Linked DNA regions of Mus musculus: region 2 is linked to region 1. The links are chromatin contacts, called in public Hi-C maps. All regions are on one chromosome and are shown on one strand. The core of a region is the stretch at or near the end of the contact, and the rest is flanking DNA. Distances in the headings are between cores, read along the strand shown. Region 1 overlaps Epb41l2 (erythrocyte membrane protein band 4.1 like 2). Region 2 overlaps L3mbtl3 (L3MBTL3 histone methyl-lysine binding protein).

Evidence for each region. Hi-C and Micro-C count contacts between places; a contact is called where the count stands out from the background.
Region 2: a contact with region 1 is called in a Hi-C map of CD4 T cells, with 4 times the contacts expected there. The contact joins two enhancer-like sites. A contact is called at or near these places in 1 of 484 Hi-C or Micro-C datasets (CD4 T cells) and 1 of 115 datasets of contacts at active chromatin or transcription factors (embryonic stem cells).

What each region holds. Positions count from the first base shown.
Region 1 is chr10:25,455,421-25,461,634 of GRCm38.p6, forward strand. Epb41l2 (erythrocyte membrane protein band 4.1 like 2) reads left to right here. Exons shown (of 20, transcript NM_001199265.1): 4 at 5,372-5,476. Among named protein-coding and RNA genes, the nearest start is that of Smlr1, 78 kb to the right of the region's middle. Within about 2 kb of position 1,866, at least 61 of the 459 cell types and tissues checked have an H3K27ac peak or open chromatin away from gene starts, as enhancers often do.
Region 2 is chr10:26,346,521-26,352,774 of GRCm38.p6, forward strand. L3mbtl3 (L3MBTL3 histone methyl-lysine binding protein) reads right to left here. Exons shown (of 22, transcript NM_001359254.1): 2 at 5,739-5,855. The coding sequence starts at 5,840. Among named protein-coding and RNA genes, the nearest start is that of L3mbtl3, 24 kb to the right of the region's middle. Within about 2 kb of position 4,836, at least 12 of the 459 cell types and tissues checked have an H3K27ac peak or open chromatin away from gene starts, as enhancers often do.

The DNA of each region.
Region 1 (6,214 bases), core at 616-3,115:
CCCATGCTGAGGTACCCCCCTCCCCCAGGGACCAGCCACATTATTCTATAGTATAGAATAGAGTTTATTCAGGGCATGGGGAGGGGAGTTAAGAGGGTAGGGGAGAGAGAGAGAGAGAGGGAGAAGGACAGGGAGAGGGAGAGAGGGAAAGAGACTGGCTATGAGCACATAGAGAGAGACGGAGGAAGGGAATGGGCAGAGAGTGGGGGCAGAAAGGCAAGAGCAAGAGAGGAGGGGGCAAGCAACCCCTTTATAGTGAGTCAGGCACACCTGGCTGTTGCCAGGTAACTGTGAGGTGGAGCTTAGACAAAATGCTAACACTAACTATATACTTTTAAAATATATTTTTCAAAAAATTAAAGTGTAACTATCATTTTCTCACTTCATTTCCTTCCCACAGTGCCTCCCATGTTGTTGTCCTCCAACCTTCCTGTGCCCTTCATATCCACTGACAGCCCCTCTTAAATGCATGTTCTCCTTTTCTTTGATTGCTATTTTGATTGTTATTGGTATATGTGTGGAAGGAATAATTAGTCTTTCCTAAGGATAGGCCCCCTAATTGCTTATCCAGTACCAAGTAGTCAGCCATGTACCTGAAATCATGTCTGTACAAGCAACACATAAATGGAGTTGGACATGCTGACTTACAGGCATATAGATACAAACTGCTAATTTTGATACAAGTTGTAAGCAGATGTCTTTCATTTTGCTTGGTTGGCAAATGCTCATTTGTAATCTTTCCACCTAACAGAATTGTAGTTGTTTATAAGAAAAAACTTAATGGCTGGACATAGTTTTGCATGTCTATAATCTAGCACTCAGGAAACTGAGACAAGAGGATTTCAAATTTGAGGCCAACTGATCTACATTCTAATACCCTAGCACAAACACAGAAGAAACCTGCCTTTCTAGACAGAAGTTTAAGTGTTACACTTACAGAGATCTACCATTAATTTTACAAAAGAAATTCAGAAAAGCAGATGGGAAAACGGGATCGCTTCAACTTCCTGTAATTTCAAAGGAGGTTGAATTCAATAACGGAAACTTTTGAATTATATTTAACACTAATTTATTTTTTACAGCAGCTCAATTCCTCTATAGGACTTCTGTGAATTCATGAAATAGCTCATATATTTTATTAAACATGTTATACACCTAAATGAATTCTCTCTGCTCCATAGGCAGCATTTTACTGTCTATTGAGTTCATTGTCTGTCTTTCCTAGTTGAATAAACATTTCTTGAGACCATTTGTTTTATTCATCATTGTTTCTCCACTGGCTAACATGGGAGCTGACATCTATTGCTGGGCCAGCGTATTTAGCCTTCTAGCCTGGCAAACTCAGCCATGTGTGAATGGGACAGGACCTACCACCATAGTGACTGCCTGTGCAGTGTACGGTGGCTTTCCCAATTCATCTTACGGATCCTGCAGTGTCTCTGAGGAGAAATTCATTCCACCAGGCTTCGTGAGCACCAAAAGTGAGAAGTTGGGCCTCTCAGAAACCTGCGCTCTCTGCCTCCAGAATCACTGCCTCCTCTGAGACTCACATGCGATGTCATGCTCATGATTTCTTGCTTTCTTCTTAGATACAGTTGCTGGTCCTTGGCATTTCTATAGCACTGGAGAGTGGAGATTCCGAGTGGAAGTTTAGAAGCAGCTGTGCATAGTCAGCTTCTCCTTGGCTGCTAAAATATCCATGTTTTGGAGAGGGGGAAACCTAACAGGAAGAACGGCCCGAGCATCAAGACAGTGTTTCAGGTTTTGTGAGATGTGGGCCCAGTCAAAGAGCAGCGCAGAGTAGAAACCCAGCTGTGGTTGCCCTAGATGCTTTGCATCTCCTGTCTCATTCCCTTGATTGTTAGAGCTGAGAGGTGGTTCTTGCTTCTGGGTTACAGGCAGGAGGCTAAGTGGTTTCCTGTTGTCACACTGCCTAGTAACAGAAAAGTTCCTGAGATGCTGAGTGATGTTGAACAGCGGGGTCTGACTGTAGCTCCCGTGTTAGGGTTTGATGTATTGCTCAGCATAGGAACGCCTGACTGTGGGTGGCTCTGTGGATGTGTCCTACTAGTCTTATAGGGTAAAGTGTCCAGTAGAGCTGTGTCTGAGATAGAAACTATTGGAAAGACACGAGTTTACAGAAATTGACTGTAAGCTGGAGTGTATTTTCTCTATGATGTCATCTTAGATGTCTCTTAACTATCCCTATTTTCAAGGACTGTAGCCAGTAGTTACACATTTTAATTCATTTCATGCTTGCCATATACCTTGTATCAAATTCTATTATTCTCATAGCTGTGGAAACTGGTGGTGGAGTAAGGTAAATGTCTTGCCTTCAGTCACTTATTTTATTAAGAGGTAGTGATGTGTTTAGTTTCTGTATACTATAAACATGTAAATAATAGAACCACATGTCTATCTTAGTAACTTAACTATCAACTGCTGACCATTAATCCTCAATGATAGACATAGCACATTGCTTATGGTAATATAATTTGTGTGAACTTCTTTCATTTACTACTGAAATAGTAATCATAGTTTTGAAACATTTAGTAGAAGTACCAGATTCTACTCCAAAAGGTCTGTGTCTGTCTGTCTGTCTGTCTGTCTGTCTATCTCTGTGTGTGTGTATGTATAATTTCTATGTATTGCATGAACAAATAGGTGCATATTTTAACAATGGGGCATCCGCTGAGCCCTCTTTTTCTTGGTCCTGCTCTGATTTCACTGGTAACTAGTTGTGCTGCCTGTAAGCGTGTGGGGAGGAAACGCCTGTCTGACTCAGCTTACAGTTAGGACATTCCAGGGTTCTGCATCTTAACTGGAAATGAGTATGCTTTGTCACTGGATAAATGGCAATCACTTTTTCTATGTCTTCCTGGGGCTTTTAAGTCTCTTTTAAGTTTCCTAAAGAGTGGATATTTTCCAGAAAGTTAGAAATAAAAACGTAATTTAAGTGGAAAAAGCTGGTGTTGTATAAATATCTTGGAATAGCAGCAACAAGGAAATAAAGCCTCAGTGCTGACCAGCATGACTTGTGCGAGGTCACATCAGTCAGGGTCGGGGCGGAGTTCATATGACTTGTGCCAGGTCACATCAGTCAGGGTCAGGGGCGGAGTTCATATGACTTGTGCGAGGTCACGTCAGTCAGGGTCAGGGGCGGAGTTCATATGACTTGTGCGAGGTCACATCAGTCAGGGTCGGGGGCGGAGTTCATATGACTTGTGCGAGGTCACGTCAGTCAGGGTCGGGGGCGGAGTTCATATGACTTGTGCGAGGTCACGTCAGTCAGGGTCGGGGACGGAGTTCATATGACTTGTGCGAGGTCACGTCAGTCAGGGTCGGGGGCGGAGTTCATATGACTTGTGCGAGGTCACGTCAGTCAGGGTCGGGGGCGGAGTTCATATGACTTGTGCGAGGTCACATCAGTCAGGGTCGGGGGCGGAGTTCATATGACTTGTGCGAGGTCACATCAGTCAGGGTCGGGGGCGGAGTTCATATGACTTGTGCGAGGTCACATCAGTCAGGGTCGGGGGCGGAGTTCATATGACTTGTGCGAGGTCACGTCAGTCAGGGTCGGGGGCGGAGTTCATATGACTTGTGCGAGGTCACGTCAGTCAGGGTCGGGGGCGGAGTTCATATGACTTGTGCGAGGTCACGTCAGTCAGGGTCGGGGACGGAGTTCATATGACTTGTGCGAGGTCACGTCAGTCAGGGTCGGGGGCGGAGTTCATATGACTTGTGCGAGGTCACATCAGTCAGGGTCGGGGGCGGAGTTCATATGACTTGTGCGAGGTCACGTCAGGCAGGGTCACAGGGCAGAATTCATATGACTTGTGCAAGGTTACATCAGTCAGGGTCAGGGGGCGGAGTTCATATGACTTGTGAGAGGTCACATCAGTCAGGGTCACAGGGTGGCCTTCATGAGTTGTGATAGGTCAGTCACATCAGATGGTTTTGTAGGGCAGTGTTCTTAAAAAAAAGTGAATCATATTCAGGTTTTGAGGGGAAACTTGAAATACAATGTTTTACTGTTCACATGAGTAGATGAATACTTAGCATTTTGCTTTTTTTTAAATTAGGTATTTTCCTCGTTTACATTTCCAATGCTATCCCAAAAGTCCCCCATACCTACCCCCCCAATCCCCTACCCACCCACTCCCCCTTTTTGACCCTGGCGTTCCCCTGTACTGGGACATATAAAGTTTGCAAGTCCAAAGGGCCTCTCTTTCCAGTGATGGCCGACTAGGCCATCTTTTGATACATATGCAGCTAGAGTCAAGAGCTTCGGGGTACTGGTTAGTTCATATTGTTGTTCCACATATAGGGTTGCAGATCCCTTTAGCTCCTTGGGTACTTTCTCTAGCTTCTCCATTGGGGGTCCTGTGATCCATCCAATAGCTGACTGTGAGCATCCACTTCTGTGTTTGCTAGGCCCCGTCATCTGGGTCCTTTCAGCAAAATCTTGCTAGTGTATGCAATGGTGTCAGCGTTTGGAGGCTGATTATGGGGTGGATCCCTGAGTATGGCAGTCTCTAGATGGTCCATCCTTTCGTCACAGCTCCAAACTTTGTCTCTGTAACTCCTTCCATGGGTGTTTTGTTCCCATTTCTAGGAAGGGGCAAAGTGTCCACACTTTGGTCTTTGTTCTTCTTGAGTTTCTTGTGTTTTGCAAATTGTATCTTATATCTTGTGTATCCTAAGTTTCTGGGCTAATATCCACTTATCAGTGAGTACATATTGTGTGAGTTCCTTTGTGATTGGGTTACCTCACTCAGGATGATGCCCTCCAGGTCCATCCATTTGCCTAAGAATTTCATAAATTCATTCTTTTTAATAGCTGAGTAGTACTCCATTGTGTAAATGTACCACATTTTCTGTATCCATCCCTCTGTTGAGGGGCATCTGGGTTCTTTCCAGCTTCTGGCTATTATAAATAAGGCTGCTATGAACATAGTGGAGCATGTGTCCTTCTTACCGGTTGGGACATCTTCTGGATATATGCCCAGGAGCATTTTGCTTTTTAAATGTCAATGAGAATAGCAGTAAAGCAGAATGCATTTAGTTATGGCTTTTAGAACGATACTTATCATTAGGACATTAGAAAATAAATACTTAACATTAATTTGTAATAAATGACTGATGCTTTTAAAATAATATTTTAAAATTTATTAGTATATAAAATTTTATTATGACTTTTTTCATACAAAATTTGTCTTGTTGTTTTTCTTCTCCCCCATTTTCACCTCGTTTGCTCCTGCCCTAGTCCTCTCTGTCTCCTTTCCTGTCCCATGCCTCTTTCCCACTAAGCTCCTCTTTCTCTTTCTTCATCTCCTTTAGAAAAGTAAAGACTTGCTGTGTTTTTCTACAGAAACGTGCCAAGGGACAAGTGTTGTTTGACCGAGTGTGCGAGCACCTGAACCTCTTGGAGAAGGACTACTTTGGACTTCTATTTCAGGATCATCCTGAGCAGAAAGTAAGCGATTACAACTCTATGTCCTTTATGTGTATTTTTTGTAAACAGTTTAATTTCACAATAAATTTAACTTTCATTTACATGATTATGAAGAGATTTTTGGCAAATATTTAAAAGTGATTATGTGAGAGACTCACTAAAGCTTTTTGGCATTTTGGGTGTGTACAGTGCAGTACATCAGCAGCAGACGGAATGGAATGTTTTCCTGTCTTATTTGAGATTGAAAAACTGATTTTACAATTATGGGAAAGCTTTAGCTCTTGAATTCACAGTGGAATCAACTTCTGTAATAAGTTGTTGAGGGGAAAGCACTTCAAAACATATACATTAAAAGATTCAATAGTGGGAAAATTGATGATGTACCATGAAGAATATCTTTTTAAATAATACTGTCTCAGCCATGCCCTGTTTTTGCCTCATGCTCTAAATACAGCGGCCAAGTGGGCTCCTGTTAGCAACATACAGCTGTGCAGTGACCGGTGTAGTAGTAGTTATTGAATGAGCCTGAACCACAGAGAGCTGGGTGCCAGAGGCTTGGGAAGAAGGGTTTGTCTTGCTTAGAGGACTTGAGTGACTTTGTGTGGGAAAGATACTGGTGTCTTTGTGGCTGAGCTGTTGGGGCAGAAGAGGTGGCCGGGCCAGCTCCCCTCAGGTGATGTCTGACCAACCAGTGCTGGACTGGCCCTGGGAGTAGTGCTGCTGCTGTCACGAGTGTGCTGAGACACTAAGCAAGAGAAC
Region 2 (6,254 bases), core at 3,586-6,085, 890 kb after region 1:
CGGTGTCACTTGGGGACACAGCCCCGAGCCAGAGACCAAGGATGGACACCAAGGGCTGATGCCTGAAACAGGTGTAAGAGGAAGCTATATGCACACTTGCAGGGCTAGGATCCGTAGGCTTCACCATACCTCAAAGGTACCCTAAAACCCCAAAACTTAGACAACATCTGCCCTCCCTGTGATTCTTCAGCTCGGGTATGAAACCCTCAAAGTGTGCTCAGCTCACTCTACGTAAAAAGGCAGATAGATTGAAGTTTCTGGTGGCGTTCTCTTCCTAGATTTTGGATGTGCTAATGAAACTAGATGACCAATGACAGGATTCCAGAAAGACCAATGCATTTCCTTCTGTTTCCCCAGTTAAACTCGCAGGTTCTCTAAGTTTTTATGAAGGCTTTGGAGTGATATAAAATTTCTCAAGTGCTCCACTCTCCAACTGAGTATATCAAATGATAAACTTTTTTTTTTTTTTTGAGACAGGGTTTCTCTGTGTAGCCCTGGCTGTCCTGAAACTCACTCTGTGGACCAGGCTGGCCTCGAACTCAGAAATCCGTCTGCCTCTGCCTCCCAAGTGCTGGGATTAAAGGCGTGCAGCACCACTGCCCGGCCAAATTATAAACTTTTACAAAAGCAATTAATTAAGTGAGACAAAGATAAGGTTGGCATGGCAGCTTTTTCTACGTATGAATCCATCCAGGTCAGTAATGAAAGAATGACGCTTCAGATATCTGCACAGCCACAAGGCTTTGTTTATCTGGCTTGCCCTGAGCCACCTTTGCTGATGCTGTCCTTTATTTTTGCATGTAGGGGCAGAAGCTCTTGACCTTCTTTGGGGTCTCTTTAATATTAGAAAACTAAAAGGAACTATCAAGGTTCCCATTTTCATTTTATTACTTTTGGTGTTAAAAAAAAAAAAAAACCTAAAAAACCTAAATGCCAATTACCAATGTGTTTTAAGGACAAAGATGTCTGGTCACTACACTGTTTAAACATTAACTGAGAAGGCAAAGCCATGCATTAAGAAGATGGTGTTGGATTCTACAGTGGGCCATTGCAGGTCTGCTCTCTGAGGAGCAATTACTCTCACTAGATAAGACAGTATCGCTCTCAGGGGAGGAGCCACATTGTACCAAAGGACTCCAAAAGACTGAGCTACTTCTGACTCGACGGATTTCTCTCTGGAGAAATATTTCAGACAACCTTAGAAATTCAGGTAGACTTGCCTACCGTCCTGCAGATCCCGTTCCTCGCACTAGGCTGCCTCGTCTGGCCTCAGTGGGAAAGGATATGCCTAGTCCTGCAGTGAATGGATGTGGGGGGAGGAGGGGGGAAGCTTCCTCCTCAGCAGAGAAAGGGAGGGGGAATAAGAGGAGGGGTCTGGATGGGGGTGGGGAGGTGGGATCAGGATGGGAAAGAAAGAGAGGAAAAAAGGAGAGAAAGAAAGAAAAAAAGAAAGAAAGGAAAGAAGAAAAATTAATTCAGGTAAAGAAAGTTCTCAGGCCTTGGGAAGCCCTGTCAGGCACCTTTCTGAAGTGGCAACTCTCCTAAGGCTAGCCCAGAGCCCTTACTCTACAAAATCGTATTTGCATTTTCAAAGAACAATTTGCATAAAACCTCTGAAGCTTATTTATGCAGAAATGCTGCGGTGATGAGCATGGTCTTTCCCTGACCAGCAGTGGGCACTTGACCTGCTGAAGTAAGTGACTGCTTCTGGAAGCCCTGCTCCTGCTCTCTTCCCATGCACCCAGAAGTCCTCCCAAAGAGCATTTTCAGCTCAAATGGTAACTGGTGGTGTTTAAAGGCTTCCTGGTTCCTGCAGCTGAAGGACGTTTCAACCTCTCCAAATGTGTACCCTTTCCCCATGCCTGTTGATCTTGGCATGCTCTGTCTTTAGACAGCACTGTGGCAGTGTTAAGAGACATCGTTTTGATAATCATCGCAGTCTCCTCTGGCCCAGAGCTGCAATAACTAAGTAAAAAAAGATAGAAGATGCTAAATAAAAAGATGAGATACACTGCAGGTAAAGCGCTCCCTCGGAGGGTTTATTTCCTATTCCTCTCACTTCTGCATCCAAAAAGATGTTTGTACTTTATTTCAAATAATCATGTTTAATTAGCCCAGGATGTGACAAGGGCAGAGAAGCAGATTTTATGAATTACGCTAATTGTCAGCATTTTGGTTTAGTAAAAAATTAATTGTTTAACTACTTAACCAAGATTTTTGATGTACAGAGTCCTATGTAACCCAGTCAGTGAGATGGTGTATCACAAAGCTTTCCTTGGGAAGTCACAACACATGTATCTACTCAACGACAATACTAAGCCCACGACAAGCCAAAGTTCAGATACTACCACAGTTCAACTTGTTGAACAAATTTATTATTGGGGATACTTACAGGAGCACAAAAAGACTCAAAGGCAGTTGAATCACCAAAGTTCACCCCATCATAGATGAGACCTCACAAAGCTGGGACCGGGAGCCCAGATTACAGTCTGCAAGTTACTCACACAGGTTAGAAATGGTCCTATCCAAATAACTCAGTTGATCCAAAGCACCTCCAGGCAGCTCTGCTAGCCTAATTCTCCGTAGCTCAGCTAGAATGGGAGTGGTCTTTGCAGCCTGACACTTCCCTTCTGAGAGAGACTCTCAACTTTTATTGTTTACGCTGGCAGGGAGGAGCCTAGTGAATCTGTTTAGTTTCAGGGACTTCCTTAAGTTATTTTGAGTGGTTTACCTTCCTCCTTAAGGAGCACAGTAGACTGTTTAAATTTCAGAGGAAACTATTATGACATGCACCACTAAACACACAAACCATTAAAGAGCAGCAGCCTGGCCTTTGCTCTTCACACTATAGGCTATAAATTGAAAGAAGGGTTATAAATAATATATTCTGTATGTGAGAAAGACACAGAAAAAGAGAGAGGTATGTGTGAGTGTTGTATGAACATGCATGCTGCTACATACACCATCTATACGATACAGAGGCCAAGTAAATGTCTGTGTTCTGTCTGTCACCCTCCACCTTATTATTTCACTGAGAAAAGTCCTCTCTCTAAACCTAAAATTAGGTTGGTGGCCGCAAAGTTTCGGAAAGCCTCCTGTCTCCAGCCCTCTCTGCCACTGGGCTACTTTGTCCATGGGTGCTGTGGGTTCAGACTTAGTGCCTCTGTGCCTTTCCTCTACTCTTTAAATTACTAAAGTAAGGTATCCAACCGTCTACTGCCCATAGGTAGATTGGACACATGGTAATTACCCTATAATTACATGAGTGTAAAAGTCATATCTAACAAGCCTGATACTAAAACCCTAAATGACTTAATTGCCTGATTATCTTAATAAAAATAATAGGTTAATTTCTAAAATCCATTGCTTAGAAAACTTAAAAAGCAATCCAGATTTCTTAGGGATGGGAACTCCCCTTTTGCCAAAGGCTAACTAAAACAAAGTTATAAATTTCATCGTGTACCTGACATATAAAACATATCATGTATGAAAATGCAGGAGAGTAATTTTCATAATATAGTCAGAGAATGCGCAACTTGTATCAGTTTGCAGTCTTTCACCATCACCGCTGTCTCACACCTGTGAGTTTATGGATTCTGTCGACTCCCATTTTTTCAGATAAAGCTTACAACATGTAAGGGTTTTAGAGACTCTTCCATAGGTTTTACTTTATTGTTAATTGTGTCTATGTGGCAAGGATGGAGGGAGGGGCTGTGAGTATAATTACCCTTAGAGTTCATAAAGATCCCCTGGCACTGGCTTTACAGGGAAATGTGAGCTGTCCAGTCAAACCAGAGTCAGGTCCTACCAAAGCAGAACATGCTCTTAACTGCTGAGCTACCTCTGCAGTCCCTGACGTTAGGCAACTGGACAAAGGTCACATGCTAACATATGGCTGACATGATTGGAGCTTGAAAAATAGCTTTTTTTTTTTCTATTTAAATGCTATCAGCTTTCTTTGCCCACCACAAGTCACACAGGTGGCACCTGCAGAATGTCAGAACAGCTTGAGTCCCATTTGTTCTTGTATTTACTTCCTTTACTGCAGAGCTGTCATGACCCAGAAGAATTAACTAAGTCTATAACTTCTCATCACACAAAACCAAAACTGGAAACATCTTCTTTTTAATGATTTTGAGTGGATACAAAGTGTGTGTGCATACTTATGAGTGCCATATGCTATTCCCATATACATACACAATATGTAATGTTCAGATGGGGGAATTAGCATTCCTACCTCCTCAAACATTTCTATTTCTACATAATAAAAACCTTTGAAATCTTCTTTCTTAGTTATTTTACAGTAGATCATATATTACTTTAGACTCCTGTTACCCTATGGTATAAAGGACTGCCAGAATTTAATAGTTCTAACTATATGTTGGTACTCTTTTAAAAATAGCTTCTCCAGATTTCCCTAACCCTCACTGGAATGGTTTTGTTTCCCTAATCGCATACACTGGCTCTTCGGCTCAATTAAGCCTAAGCCAACCAAAATCTCAAACATTTTTCCAACGGCAGGCAGATGTTTAAATTGTACCCTTGAGGATCAGTGAGGGCAGGGACTGGGCTAAGATATTTGTCAGGCAGCCATCAAAAGGATTAGATTTCAAGAAGCCTAAGTTAGGGGCAAAATTTTCGATTTGAGGCAGCACAGAACAAGTCTTATAGAGACAGGCCAAGTGACAGCCTGTTAGAGATACAGGAAGTTCAAACACCTGAGAGACTGCATACAAACACAAAGTTTAAAAGGCCACAGGCCACAGACAGGTTCAAGGTCCCAAAGACAGGATCAGAGCAAAAATCACACTAGAAATGAGAAGCAGGGGCCGATGGGAGCTTGCACAACTGTGTTCCATGGAGCAGCAGAGATGGCCCTAACGCAGGCTCAGTAGAGCAGGAGACTCACGGTGGGCTAGCACATACACAACGGGGCAGACTGAACGCCATGAAAAGTAGAGATTCACAGTGGGGCTAGCACATATACAGTGAGCAGGCTAGTTGGCAGACTGACCCGTGAAGAGTGGAGACACACAGTAGGTTAGCACATAGACAGTGTGTACACTGAGCCATAAAGGCTGGAGACACATTGTAGGCTAGTATATATACAATGAGCAGACTGACCCATGAAGAGTGGAGACATACAGTGGGCAGACTGGACCCCATGAAGAGTATGCTGGTGAACAAGTGGTTATACAAAATTCTTATTTATAGCATAGTAAATAGTTCTATCGATTCAAAGTTTTCATTTTTTTTTTATCCAGCTTCTATATAAGGACACTAGGACCCAGGGAATGTGGTCCCCCAAAGCCATTACTAAAATATACAAAAAGCTAGACTTTCTAGGTCTGGCACTGCCATATATATTGGCTATCATCATCATAGAACAAAACCAGACGATCCTCCTCAAAGGTCTTGATGGCTTCCTCAGATTAAGAGCATACTGAAACTATTCTTCAGACCCCTAGCCCAAGGGGTAAAACCCGGCAATCCATCAGTATTATAAGGTAGCTTGCAAATTTACTACAGAATACCACATACTGTATGAAGCCAGAACACTCTATTTACTGCTTTGAATTTTTGTTTCATGTATATACGTTGAAGTACATTGTTTCATGTATTTCGTTGTAAAACAAGCTGACTGCAGATACAATAAATAAATAAATAAATGTACTTATTTACACCTTTTATTATATATATACACACACACACACTTGTGTATGATAAAGAAAGCCTACCTTTAAATCACTCCCTGGTAGGGTACCAACGCCATCCTTCCAGTCCATAACACTAAACACATCAAACTCTTGACCACTTGTGCTAGATGCAGATTCAGTCATGATTTATTGTGTAACCTGGAAGAAGGGAGAGAGAGTATAAATACTTCACATGCACACTGATTTAGTTATCATTATCACGTCTGCTTCCTTTACTTTCTTCACTTTCTTGATTCATCCATCTAAAAACAACCGCTCCAAAGCATCGTGAATGGGGCTGAGGATAGAGACCCTGGGAGAGTACTTGCCCAGCAGGTTTCAGGCCCTCCAAACCCTCTATAGATTACATTTCTGTTTTACTTTGTGGTGTTAGAAACTGCAGCTAGCATTAAGAGAAGCACTCACTCTACACGCCACCCCCAGAGCTATACCACTTTTTTCCAGAGCATGAGCATCTCCACCTTTTCATTTAAACAATTAACATTCTGTTTTGCATTAATCAAGTCACCAACAGCATTGCTATTGCAGCTGGGCCAA